Regions from separate parts of the Mus musculus genome. Here regions 2 and 3 are each linked to region 1. A link is a contact called in public HiChIP or PLAC-seq and Micro-C data. All regions are on one chromosome and are shown on one strand. Each heading gives the region's core, a stretch centred on a gene start, on an enhancer-like site or on the middle of the called end of the contact. The rest is flanking DNA. Distances are from core to core; before and after follow the strand shown.

Region 1 (3,693 bases), core at 554-3,053:
TTGCTGTGTGTGTGTGTGTGTGTGTGTGTGTGTGTGTGTGTGTGTGTCTGTATTTGTGTGTGTGGCTGTGTGTTTGTGTGTGCATGTGTGGCTGTTTGTATATGTGTCTGTGTTTATGTGTGTGTCTGTGTATGTGTGTGTGTGTTTATGTGTGTCTGGTCAGAATTTGCAACCAACTCTTCTCTTTTTTTTGCTTCCCTTCCACTTGAGTGACCAGTAACCCAACCACTAACACTATTCTCTAGGATTATATTCATTTTGAAAGCTACCTCAAATCTATTGGAGATCAAGAATTAAGTGTGCTAGTAACAGATAATGAATACAATGAAAGTGAATCGGAAGGCAGCCTGCGGTACTATCCTGCCTGTCGGGCATGCTTCCAAACTGGAGGAGAACTTGGTAGCACTTCTAAAGACTACTGAAGTCCAGAGGACCCTTTAAGGCTCTGGACGACTGATGGGGATGCTGGGAGAGCAGGAAGTACGGCCACATGCAGGAGGCCGGAAGCCTAAGAATGAGGAGCTGTCAGGCCCGGGAAGGAGACGGATGATGGTGAAGGCTGACAGGAGGACGAGACAGCAGAAGGTCAAGAAGTGGTTTCTCAGAAGGGCCAGTGTTGTGGGAAGTGCTGAGCATTCAAAGCATCCTTGCTTCATTATTTCTAGAGCAGGAGAGAAAATGGTGGGGTCAGAGTGAGCGGCAGAATGTGTAGGTTCACAGAGGTCACTCACGAGGTAGCAGTCATCACCCACAAGGTCTATGGCATTATCTCCTGTGGGAAGAGAAAATGGGGCTTCTGCCTGGAAAGCCAGAGTCATAGTACTGTAGTTCAAAGCACCTCCAACAAGCCTGTCTGGTCTGGACTGAACCTGTGGCCAGATGGACAATCACAGACACGCTAACCCTGGAGGGCATATGTCAGTTGTCTGACACAAGACAGATCCTCCCATAAAGGAGAAGCAGGAAGTCAGTGCTGGTCTCCTAGGCAGTCTCTGTCACAGATCACTGGCTGCCTGCTGGATTGTGATGTGCGCTCCATTGGCTCAGTGCTGTGTGTGCTCTGACGCTGCAAGCACGAGGGGCACAGGGCTTTCAGTGTCCCCTTCTCCTGCTACCTGCCTCTTCTGGGCACAGACCTGGATCCTGGCTTTAGCCTTCTGACCCTACTTCTTCTATTTCTGTCTCCTGTTTTAGATAGACTGTGTGGTAGTCCACGTGACAAGTGACAGTTGCCAGGGCTGAAGGGACCATCTCTAGGGACATGTTTTTATTCAAAGTCCCTTACCTGTGACAGATACAGTCCTGGTAACTTAGCTGTGGCCAGGTTAGACTTGTGTATACCCTGAGGAGCTGTTTATTTCTGTTTTGTTTGTGTTTTGTTTTGTGAGAAACATCCTTTGGATTGCCAGGTACTCATAACCCAGAGACCATGACCTGTGCTCCTTCCTGACTTGCCATTCCTACTGGCCCTCAGCAGCCAGCACCCCAACCTCCAAGGCTAGGCCTTCAGCCTCACAGAGGCCACAGCGAGCAAGCAGCAGCAATGCCGGGGAAAGGTGAGACTTTGCCAGTTCTATGGCTGAAATCTAAGTGGGAACCTTATGAAGGGGAAGACAGGAAGCCCCTGCCACTCCGGTGAGTCTCTGGGTGGCTCTGTGAGTCCAGGAAGTGAAGAGGGCTCCCTGTACACAGCTGCTTATGCAATGCATTGGATTATGAGCTCAGCAGGGGCCAGAAGGGGCGCATTTGCAAAAGGAGACATCAGCTCCTCCTGCAGACCCAGGAGGAGGTAATGCTGAATCATGCGCTGTGACTCAGGAGCAGCCATTAGCTGGCCCGGGAGTGGACAGAAAATGAGTACAATTGTGTACTCCTTCCAGAGAGCTTACAAATGAGGGCTGGCAGCCCGGCTGACAGATCTAGGTCTGTTACTGAACACCGGAGACGACCTGCCTAATCACGATTTGGGAGGTTTCAACAGAGCAAGAGAAATGTTTCCACCCAACAAACCCTCGGACGCCACAGCAGGACAGAGCAAAACTCCATTAAGGGGAGGCAGCTCAATCAGTAAAATGCTTGTCCGCAACCATGGGAACCCGAGTTTGGATCCCCAGCATTGCAGAAAAGGTCAGGTACAGTGTTGTTGGGAACCTGTGATCCTGCCTACCAGGGAGACAGTAAAGAGAGTCTCCTTAGGCTGGCAAACCAAGCAGCCTAGCTGAATCAGGGCACTCCAGGTTCACTGAGAGATGCTGCCTCAAAAATAAGTAAACAAACAAACAAACACGGTGGAGTATGAATAGGGGAGACGGGCCCTGGACCTCTTGCTTCGCCACGCGCATGCGCAAGTCCTGCCTCTGACTCAGCCTCTCTTTCTGCTCCCACACTAACGCAAGGACAAGGACGACAAAGTCATTTATTGGCTCTGGTTTCATTTGTTCTGTAAACAGAGCAGTTTCCTAAGGCGACTGGTTTAATAGATGTTAACTCTTTCGTTGACCATCCCAGATCTCAGAGGCACAGGGGATCTTGGCTGAGCACGGAGAGAACGCTGTGTGTGTGTGTGTGTGTGTGTGTGTGTGTGTGTTGGGAGGCGGGGTGGGAAGGAGTTAGGAAAGGGAGAGACCACCACCAATAAACCAGCCGAATAAGTCAGAGGACCACCTGCGCTTTCAAAAGTGTGGGATGCCACTGTGACCTACACACATCCTTCCTCTTTCTGTGGTGGATTGATGTGAGAGGGACCACCTCACTGTGGGCAGTGCCATGCCTGGGCTGGGTTCTGGATGCGCTAAGAAAGCAGGCTGAGCATGCCTCAGGGAGCAAGCTAGTAAGCAGCACCCTTCCATGACTTCTGCCTCAGCTCCTGTCCCCAGGCTCCTGCTTTGAGTTCCTGCCCTGACTTCCCTCAACTACAAGCTATCAGATCAAATAAGCCCTTTCCTCCCTAAGTTGCTTTTGATTGTGGGGTTTACAATAGCCATAGAACCCCTAAGACAGGAAGTACTGAGAAACTATGTAAAGAGAGGAACCAGGACCTCTAAATGTCGATGCACGTTATCCATGACTTCTGAACGGGATTTGCAGGAAAGCAATGGGTGAGAATCTGTGACAGGTTCAGATGTAAAATAAACCTCACAGACTTGTACATCTGAATACTTGCTCCCCAGTTAATGGTCTTGCTTGGAAAGGCTGAGCAGTCTTTAGGACACAGGCCTAGCTGAGGGGGGAAGTAGTGAGGGAATGGCTAGATGCATACAGCTCGCCCAGGTTCAAGGGTTTATGTCTGAGGTCTCTGCTTTCTGATGTCATAGGACCAACTACAAGATCCATAGCCATAAGGGATTTGTAAAAACCATTCTTACCCTTGGCGACACTGGAAGCTCAGGAAGTCCTTCCTTCCTGGGCCCTGAGGGATAGATGGCTGACTTGGTAAAGTGTTTACTGAGCTTGAAGAGCCGAATTCAGCCTCAAGAACCCGAGCAAAAAGGTAGCACTGTGGCATGTCCTTGCCACCCCAGAGCTGGGGAGTCAGATAGGTGGATCCTGGGGCTCACTGGCCAGCTAGTCTAGTCTCATTGGTGATCCCCAGGTCCTGGTGAGATACCCTGTCTATAAAATAAAGTGGGAGGCTCCCAAGAAATGGCGTCTGAGGACAACCTCTAACCTACATGTGCACACATGTGCATGTGC
Region 2 (3,693 bases), core at 789-3,288, 340 kb after region 1:
GGAGTCGGCAAACCACTTCAATGTGCACAGAGAAGGGAGGTCGGAGCTAGGGAGTCTATAGCACATGAAACGAGGATTGGTCTCGCCTTATAACACATGAAACGAGGATTGGTCTCTAATGTGTCTAAACGCTTCTTGTCAGAGGCACTGGAATCACATTCTGATGGTTTAAATAAGTCTAGCAAAGGCTCAGTACAGAAACCAAGAGAATACTTGAGATACAAACCCCTGGACTGACAATCCCAGATTCATTACGACCACTCTCAGAGGCCAGACTCACAAGAGCTGGGTCTGCCCAGCTCCCCAGGCAGCTCAGAGAGCCAGGTGTTGACTGCCCATATCCTGGTCTGTCTGTTCCTTCCTTTTGGGGTGTCCCCAGTGTGGTTCTTACATACCTGTGGGGCTTTGTTCCTTTCTAACCTAACCAGTGTTTCACACAGAGAGAGGGGTTGGCACAATGGTTAAGCTTTGTCTTCGCTTTGATGGGATTTAGAATCACCGTGGAAATACACCTCTGCTTTTTCTAGGTTAGGTTAATTGAGCTGAGGAGGGCCACCCTAAATATAGAAGTAACCATCACACAGGCTGAAGTCCGGACGGAACAGCAGGGAGATGGGAGATGGGTACCAGCATCAGGCAGCTCTCTCTGCTTCCTGACTGCGGATGCTATGAGCTGTCTCTCACTGGTGCTGCTAAGCCTTTCCCCCCATGATGCCTTGCATCCATGTACTGTGAAACAAAACAATCTTTGTCCGTCCATTAAGTTACTTTTGTAGGTGTTTCATTGTATCAGTGAGAAAAAGTAATACAGCTATTTAGATTTTTTCTGCCTGGTCCTGAAGAGTAAGCCTGCCTTGAGTTTCTGTGTGTGTGTGTGTGTGTGTGTGTGTGTGTGTGTGTGTGTGTGCAAGCATGGGAGCCATAGGTGGTTGTGAACTGCCTGGTGTGAGTTCTGGGATCTTAACTTGGCTTTGAGAAGAGCACCCAGCATCCTCACTGCTGAACCTTCTCTCCAGCCCTTGCCACACACTATGGTCGCTTCAAGCTTTATCTTCCTGGGGCTCTACAAACCCTTTGTTTCCTTGCTTGCTTGCTTGCTTGCTTGCTTGCTTGCTTGCTTGCTTGTTTTAGGATCTTTTGAGACAGGGGCTCACTATGTAGCCCTGGCAAGCCTGATGCTTCCTCATCTTCCTACAGGTATGGGCCCCTGTGCCTGACTCTCTCTCTATAGCTTGAATGAGACTGGACTTCTTTGCATGATTTTACGTTCATCGCACTAAATAATAGCTTTATCTAGCATACTCACATTAAACACTTAAGAATGAAGCCTGTGTCCCAACACGAGTCATAGCCCAAGAGTGCTTTCCTTGCATCTGGGAAACGTAAAGAAGCACTGTTTGAACTCGCACAGTTGGCCTCTGGAGTCATACACAGACAAAACCACTAACAGTGTGGTACCTTGGTCAGCTTTGTGCCTTCATGGCTATTATCCGCTCCCCTGCCTACCCTGCCCACTTACTTTGAATGTAGTTACAGCTCTTATGTGGGATAACTTGAAGGGGAAAGAAAATTAAAGGGATCTGTCAAATGGGGAAAATTAGAAGCAGGTGGCTGCAGGCACATAGCCAATGCCCCGGGGCATGCAGTCTCGTAGCTATGCGTCTGGAGGATGGGCTATACCATGGCTCAGAAGCTCTGCATCTTTGCTTTTGGATAAAGGGCAAACCTTGGAGTCAAGACCTACCTATGTGCATGTCTTGGATAATTCTTCAAGCCCAGGCCTCCCCTGGAATCCTGCTTGCCCATGGCCTGGTCTTCATGCCATCTTCCCCCAGCAGTTAGACCCCTTGAGGGGACCTGAGCATGACCTCCCTCTGGGTGGCTTCTGGAAGAACCAGCTTGAAAGGAGAGGAAAGGGGGGAGGGGGAATCTGTGTAGAAAGGTTTCCCAGGTGCTCTGGCATCCACAGACACATCCTTGGCATCCCAGCACCCGCCCTGAAGCCATGGCACCAATGGCAGGCTCACTCCTCCATGTCACACCTCAGGACCAGATGCCTGATGACTAAGGATCACAAGATAGTCCAAAAAGCCAGGAGTGAAAGAAGATTGCAAAACCCAGCGAAACCGAGAGACTTTGGAGAAAATAGGTTAGTAAACGGAGCAGGTTAAAAACAAAACAAAACAAAAAACAAATTCTTAAACCAGGTGTGAAAGTGCATAGCTCAAATCCCAGAGCCCAGCTTGTGAAGCAGGAGTGCATGCTCTTCATTTGTAGGGCTTACTCAGAGCCAGCCTGGGATACATGAGACCTGTCAAAAAAGCAAAACAAAACAAAAAGAACAAAAATATATGACATTGCCAGGGATTTCATGAGTCACTGTGTTTGGAAATGAGAGGAGGGGAGAAATGCAATCAGAGAATGAGAAAGCTTCACAGCTTGGTTTAAAATGACAGCCAGAAGAGAAAAGTGGGGAGGTTGCGGAGATTGTCAACATAAGCCTCAGAATATAGACTGGAATTATCCACAGTGAATGGAAGAAAAGATTCGGGGGTGCAGAGATGATTCAATCCATCCTAAGGAAAGCTCCACAGAGACACAGCCAAGAACGTCAGATCCTTCCTCCAGCAACAAAATGCACAAGAAGTACCTAAGCAGAAGAAGAAAGCTACAATCCCCCAATGCCAGCCATGTGCTGAAAAGGGCTGAGCCCAGGAACATCACTGGTGAGCTCCTGGGACAGGAGAGTGGGCATAAGACCCCAAAAACCCTGTGGGAAGATGAAAATAAGCCAGAGTTGCCTGGATAAGGACAGGCAGTCATTGAACACCACAGGAAGCAACTGACATATAGCACAGTGTTGGGAAGAAGAGCCCAGCTACAGCATAATTTCAGCAAGTTGGAGATAGCAGGGGACAGGGCCATTTGAGTGTCCTGCAGGCTGATAGCAGATGGTGCTGGAAATACAGAGATGCTTCCATAAGACTTTGCAAACACCCTCAGAGGAGTGAGGAGAAGCTTAGCTTTAGGCCCAGAAATCAAGTGTCTGGGGGAGAGTCCCCCAGAATGGAGAGGGAACCCTAGTGTCTGTTGCCTGCCTGTGAGAATGTCTCATGCATAGCCCAAGAAGCTGATGAGAAGGGCAGCCTTCCTTCATCCAGCCTTAGGGAATGATGCTATAGAAGGTGAGCGCAAGGTAAGGCTGGGGATGAGCGGCACAGTACAGCTGTGAGCCACCCAGTGACATCATCCCGCAAGAACAAGCATGAGAATCTGGGGCTTTCCGTTCTCAAACTTGCTCACATAACTCAAATTTACTGAGCAGCAATTGAGCCAGTCGTGCCTTTAGTAAGGGAAATGAAGTGGCAAGCAAGACAAAATCCTTGTCCTCTCAGATAAAAGGAACAATGGCAGGTGATTATCTAGAGAATACAAGGAAAATATTAACTGAAATTCCAAAGTGAAGCCCGTGCCTGTGATCTCAGCACTCAGGAGGTGGAGGAAGGTTCGTCAGAATTCAATATCATCCTCAGCTATTGCGTGAGTTCGAGTCCGCTCTGGGATATGTGGAACTCAAAAATAAATGAGAGAATAAAAGATCTTTGTATAAAGTAGAGAGGGCTGGGGGTGTGGCTCAGTGTCCAAGTGCTGTCCTATCAAGTGTGAGACCCTGGGACAGATGTCCAGAACAGC
Region 3 (3,693 bases), core at 403-2,902, 280 kb after region 1:
CCTACTTTCAACCATCCCTTGGCAGGTAGTCCTGGGTTGAATAAGCAAGCTAGCAGAGTGCCAGAGTGAGCAAGCCAGAGCCAGAGAGCGAGCCAGCAATCAGGTTCCCTACGGTTTCTGTTTCAGGATTCTGATTAAGTTCCGTCCTTGATTTCCCTCAGTGATAGATTGTGACATAAGAGTATAAGCCAAATAAATACACACGCACATGTGTGTGCACACACGTGAGATTGTATACAAAGGGGCTCTAGCAGGCCCAAACATGGCAAATATGGCTCTGGCAGACCTTGATCTTCTCCCCCATTCCCTCTGCCTTGCTAAAACCCAGTTAGATTCCTAAAGCTAGCCACCAAGGTCTATTCCTTTATTTGGCAACTTCCTCCTCCTGAGGCTGACCATCAAGGACCAGCAATCAAAGTATTGAAGTCCAGCAATCAAAAGCCCACTTTGGCTCACCTAATTAACATGCTCAATTAAAGTTAAACACTTCATCCTAACGCGGGGCTTTCCTCTTTCCCTTTATAAACCACCATTTGCCTATGGGCCACATCTCTCTCCTCTCTATCCAGAGGCAATTCTCTGTGTCCCACCCACTCCAGTACAAATACCCCTCCCCCCTCTTGTGAATGAATGTTTGTCTACTTGTGTGTCTGTGTACCATTGGCATGCTTGATGCCTGTGGAGGCCAGAAGAAGCTGTCAGATCCCCTGGAACTAGTGTTATGGGTGGTTGTGAGCTACCATGTAGTTCTGGGGACTGAACCCTGGTCCTCTGTAAGAACAATCAGTGCTCCGAACTGCTAAGCTCCCCACACCCCTCACCCATGCTCAAACTGTTTTATGACAGCAGCAGAGAGAAAACTAGAACAGGGTGCCGGAGAAAGTGGCGAGATAAATGCTCGTCTTCTCAGCCGTCTCCTCAGCCTGCCTCCGAGTGTCCTGCGGTTTCAGGGCAGAAGAGGGAACTCTCTTAATTATTTATTATAATTTTCCTATGGTTTACTACCTTACATATTTTATGCCTGACAAATATGCGGCCTGAAAAATCTTCCCCACAAATCAAAGATGACTTGATGGTTTTGTGGAGTTAAAGTTTTTAATCCCGAGGGAGCACATGAGCATGTGGGGTATTTCTGGGGGTTTGCCTTGTGGATGTTGCAGTGGGGTGATCATCTATGTGCGGGCACTGGCCTGAAGTCTGGGATCCCAGGGGAGGAGGGCAAAGACATCTCAGGTATTTAGAAGCAGCAGTGAACCCAGGGGAGTGACCTTCTCGGCTATCAGACACATCTCCAGGTCCCAAGACAGAAACCTAAGCCTTTTCCACAGCTCAGAGGCCCAGAGTGCTCAGCACCTCTCTGATCTTTTATCCCTCTCTCCTGCCCGATTACTGGAGGCTGAGGAGAGGACAGTGGCTGGCTCTGATGTGGAGCTCAGAGCAGCCCACGGAATATCCCTGACAGGCGCAGTGTGGCTGCCAGACAACCAGGCTTGCTAGCTTTATAGAGACTCTCTTGCCTGAACCCTCTTTCAGAATACTTCATCTAAGTTGCCACAGGATGTGACCAATGCCTCAGGATGCCACCCACAGATGTTTGAAGGGTCCCTGGGGGGCAATAGAGACCTCTCATCCCTTCCTCTGCTAGCTCGGTGACGAAAGAGCCGGGTGAGTGAGTCAGACGTGGGCAGAGATTGTCACACATAGATCAGTGTGTTTACATCCTAGAGCAATTGGAAGAAAAAAATAACTTGTTGTATCTCTCCACAAGTTGATGACTCATCCATTCCTTGCGACGTGTTTTAGCTAAGAAGTAATAACTCTTCATTAGGAGGCTGCCCAAGGGTGCTGAGTTGCCATGGCAACGGCCCTTCACACAGACAGACGTTCATGATCTCCCTAGGTATCTCTTCATCTGACATCATTCCAGGACATTCAGTATTTGGACCGGAACATAGAAGTATGGCAGACATTTGTTTACAAGGATGGGCATGTCTGTGGCGGTGCCTGAGTACCCGAGAAGGGCAATTTGTCAATTTATATGGGGTAGAGATATATTTAGTCCTTGGTTATGGAAACTAGGAAGGCTGGGAGCATGGGGTTGACGTCTTCTCTGCTCATGATGAAGCAAAGGGTGTCACATGGTGAGACACGGCAAGCTGGTCAGAGGAAGTGAAGGTGCTAAGGAAGCCAGTCCTGAACAACCTGTCACTTGGTTAATGCTAGAGTAAAGGAGAGTGTTCAGTATCTCCTCCTTTCGGTAGTGCTTCCCTGGGGACCAGGTTTCTAAGGCTTGGACTTTGTGGAATATATAGCAGGGTGCATATAAGTGTAATAGATGTATGTGTGTATAATATATGCGTATATATATTACATGTATAATACATATCATATAATACATGTATTAAATAATATATTGCATGCATATATGAATATATTACACATGTGATACATATTGTATAACACATGTGCATTATAATAATACATATCATATATATGTATGTGTGTACATATGCAATATAATGACACTATATAATTATAATATAGATGCTTTCTCTAGGCTGGACAGGACCCTTGCCATCTTGAAGTAGAATAGCTGTGATCCTCATGAGATCTGGTCTGTTAATGTTCCTGCATGGAGGAATGGGAAGAATTCACCAGGCAAAGGAAGCACAAGGCCTCCCAAATACCCCCACGAGTTCCCTCCTCTCCCAAAGATGTCAGTCACTATTAAGTATGAAATAAAGAGTTGACTGGGCTGGGACTTGCTGTCAGCGTGGCTGCCCTTGAGTGCTCTTGTTCCTGTAAACAATCTCCACAGAGCCACCCATTCACTCCTTGGACGAACACTTCCCTTTGGCTTGTTGATGTCCTCTCTATTTGGGATGAGCTGGTGCCACTCGGGTCTCCCTGGGAGGGGGTGGCTAGATGGTCTCTGGTAACCTGGCTGCTCTCCGCTGCCTTCTCCAGCAGGAGGTACCACACAAGCCTCATCGAAGCTCCTCACTAACTCTGGCTCCGTGTCCAGGCAGCCAACAGACTCGGGTTCTTCTGACTCAAAACGGAAAGGAATTCCAAAGATGTGGCTGCTCCCACTCTGGTGTACTATCAGCCATGCATGGAGCCTGACAGGGAGGAGGGCAGCTGCAGCCACAGCTGAACACTGGAGTCACCCGTGAACCAGAGCCCAGTACCACTCAGGGAAGGGGAACAGGCCAGAGACATTGGTGTGGAGGCCCGCAGCCTCAGGCAGGGCGAGAGTGGTTTACACAGGTTGTGGCTCACCATCAAGGGGCTATCATCTTGGTCCTTTGTGGGTCAAGAGAGTGAAAGTTAGATTTGAGAGTTTAAGGACAACCTCAAGAAGGCACGTGTATAAATAAGAAGGCAAGACTTCCAGTAGCTTCCTTCTTCTGCTGACCAAGGACTCTTTGTATCAACTCGTAAAACAAACTATTGTAAACTCTTCCAGCAGCAGCATCAGTGTGCTGTGAAGTACAGTTCTGTGTTGGTGAGGAGCCCTGGGGTATCTCTACCGCACATTGCAATCTTTCTGTAATAGTCAGGTGATGGTAAGCATCGGTCAGGACACAGAATCACTGATCTGTCCCTGTTTTAATCAACATAATCAGTGGTCACCAGGACTCAGGAAGATAGCTATTCTGTGTTACAAGGGGTCAGCCTACATCTTATGCT

Evidence for each region. HiChIP or PLAC-seq counts read pairs in DNA pulled down with a chosen protein or histone mark. Hi-C and Micro-C count contacts between places; a contact is called where the count stands out from the background.
Region 2: a contact with region 1 is called in a CTCF HiChIP or PLAC-seq map of the NIH/3T3 cell line, with 5 read pairs. The contact joins two enhancer-like sites.
Region 3: a Micro-C map of the HL-1 cell line shows a contact between it and region 1, with 2.8 times the contacts expected there. The contact joins two enhancer-like sites. A contact is called at or near these places in 2 of 484 Hi-C or Micro-C datasets (the HL-1 cell line and the N1E-115 cell line) and 1 of 115 datasets of contacts at active chromatin or transcription factors (bone marrow-derived macrophages).

The regions. Positions count from the first base shown.
Region 1 is chr8:125,617,806-125,621,498 of GRCm38.p6, reverse strand. No RefSeq gene overlaps it. Among named protein-coding and RNA genes, the nearest start is that of 4930567H12Rik, 35 kb to the right of the region's middle. Within about 2 kb of position 1,803, at least 149 of the 459 cell types and tissues checked have an H3K27ac peak or open chromatin away from gene starts, as enhancers often do. A contact at or near this core is called in the HL-1 cell line, the N1E-115 cell line, the NIH/3T3 cell line and 1 more, where this site is marked.
Region 2 is chr8:125,278,011-125,281,703 of GRCm38.p6, reverse strand. No RefSeq gene overlaps it. Among named protein-coding and RNA genes, the nearest start is that of Gm30713, 110 kb to the left of the region's middle. Within about 2 kb of position 2,038, at least 29 of the 459 cell types and tissues checked have an H3K27ac peak or open chromatin away from gene starts, as enhancers often do. A contact at or near this core is called in the NIH/3T3 cell line, where this site is marked.
Region 3 is chr8:125,342,125-125,345,817 of GRCm38.p6, reverse strand. No RefSeq gene overlaps it. Among named protein-coding and RNA genes, the nearest start is that of Gm30713, 42 kb to the left of the region's middle. Within about 2 kb of position 1,652, at least 101 of the 459 cell types and tissues checked have an H3K27ac peak or open chromatin away from gene starts, as enhancers often do. A contact at or near this core is called in the HL-1 cell line, the N1E-115 cell line and bone marrow-derived macrophages, where this site is marked.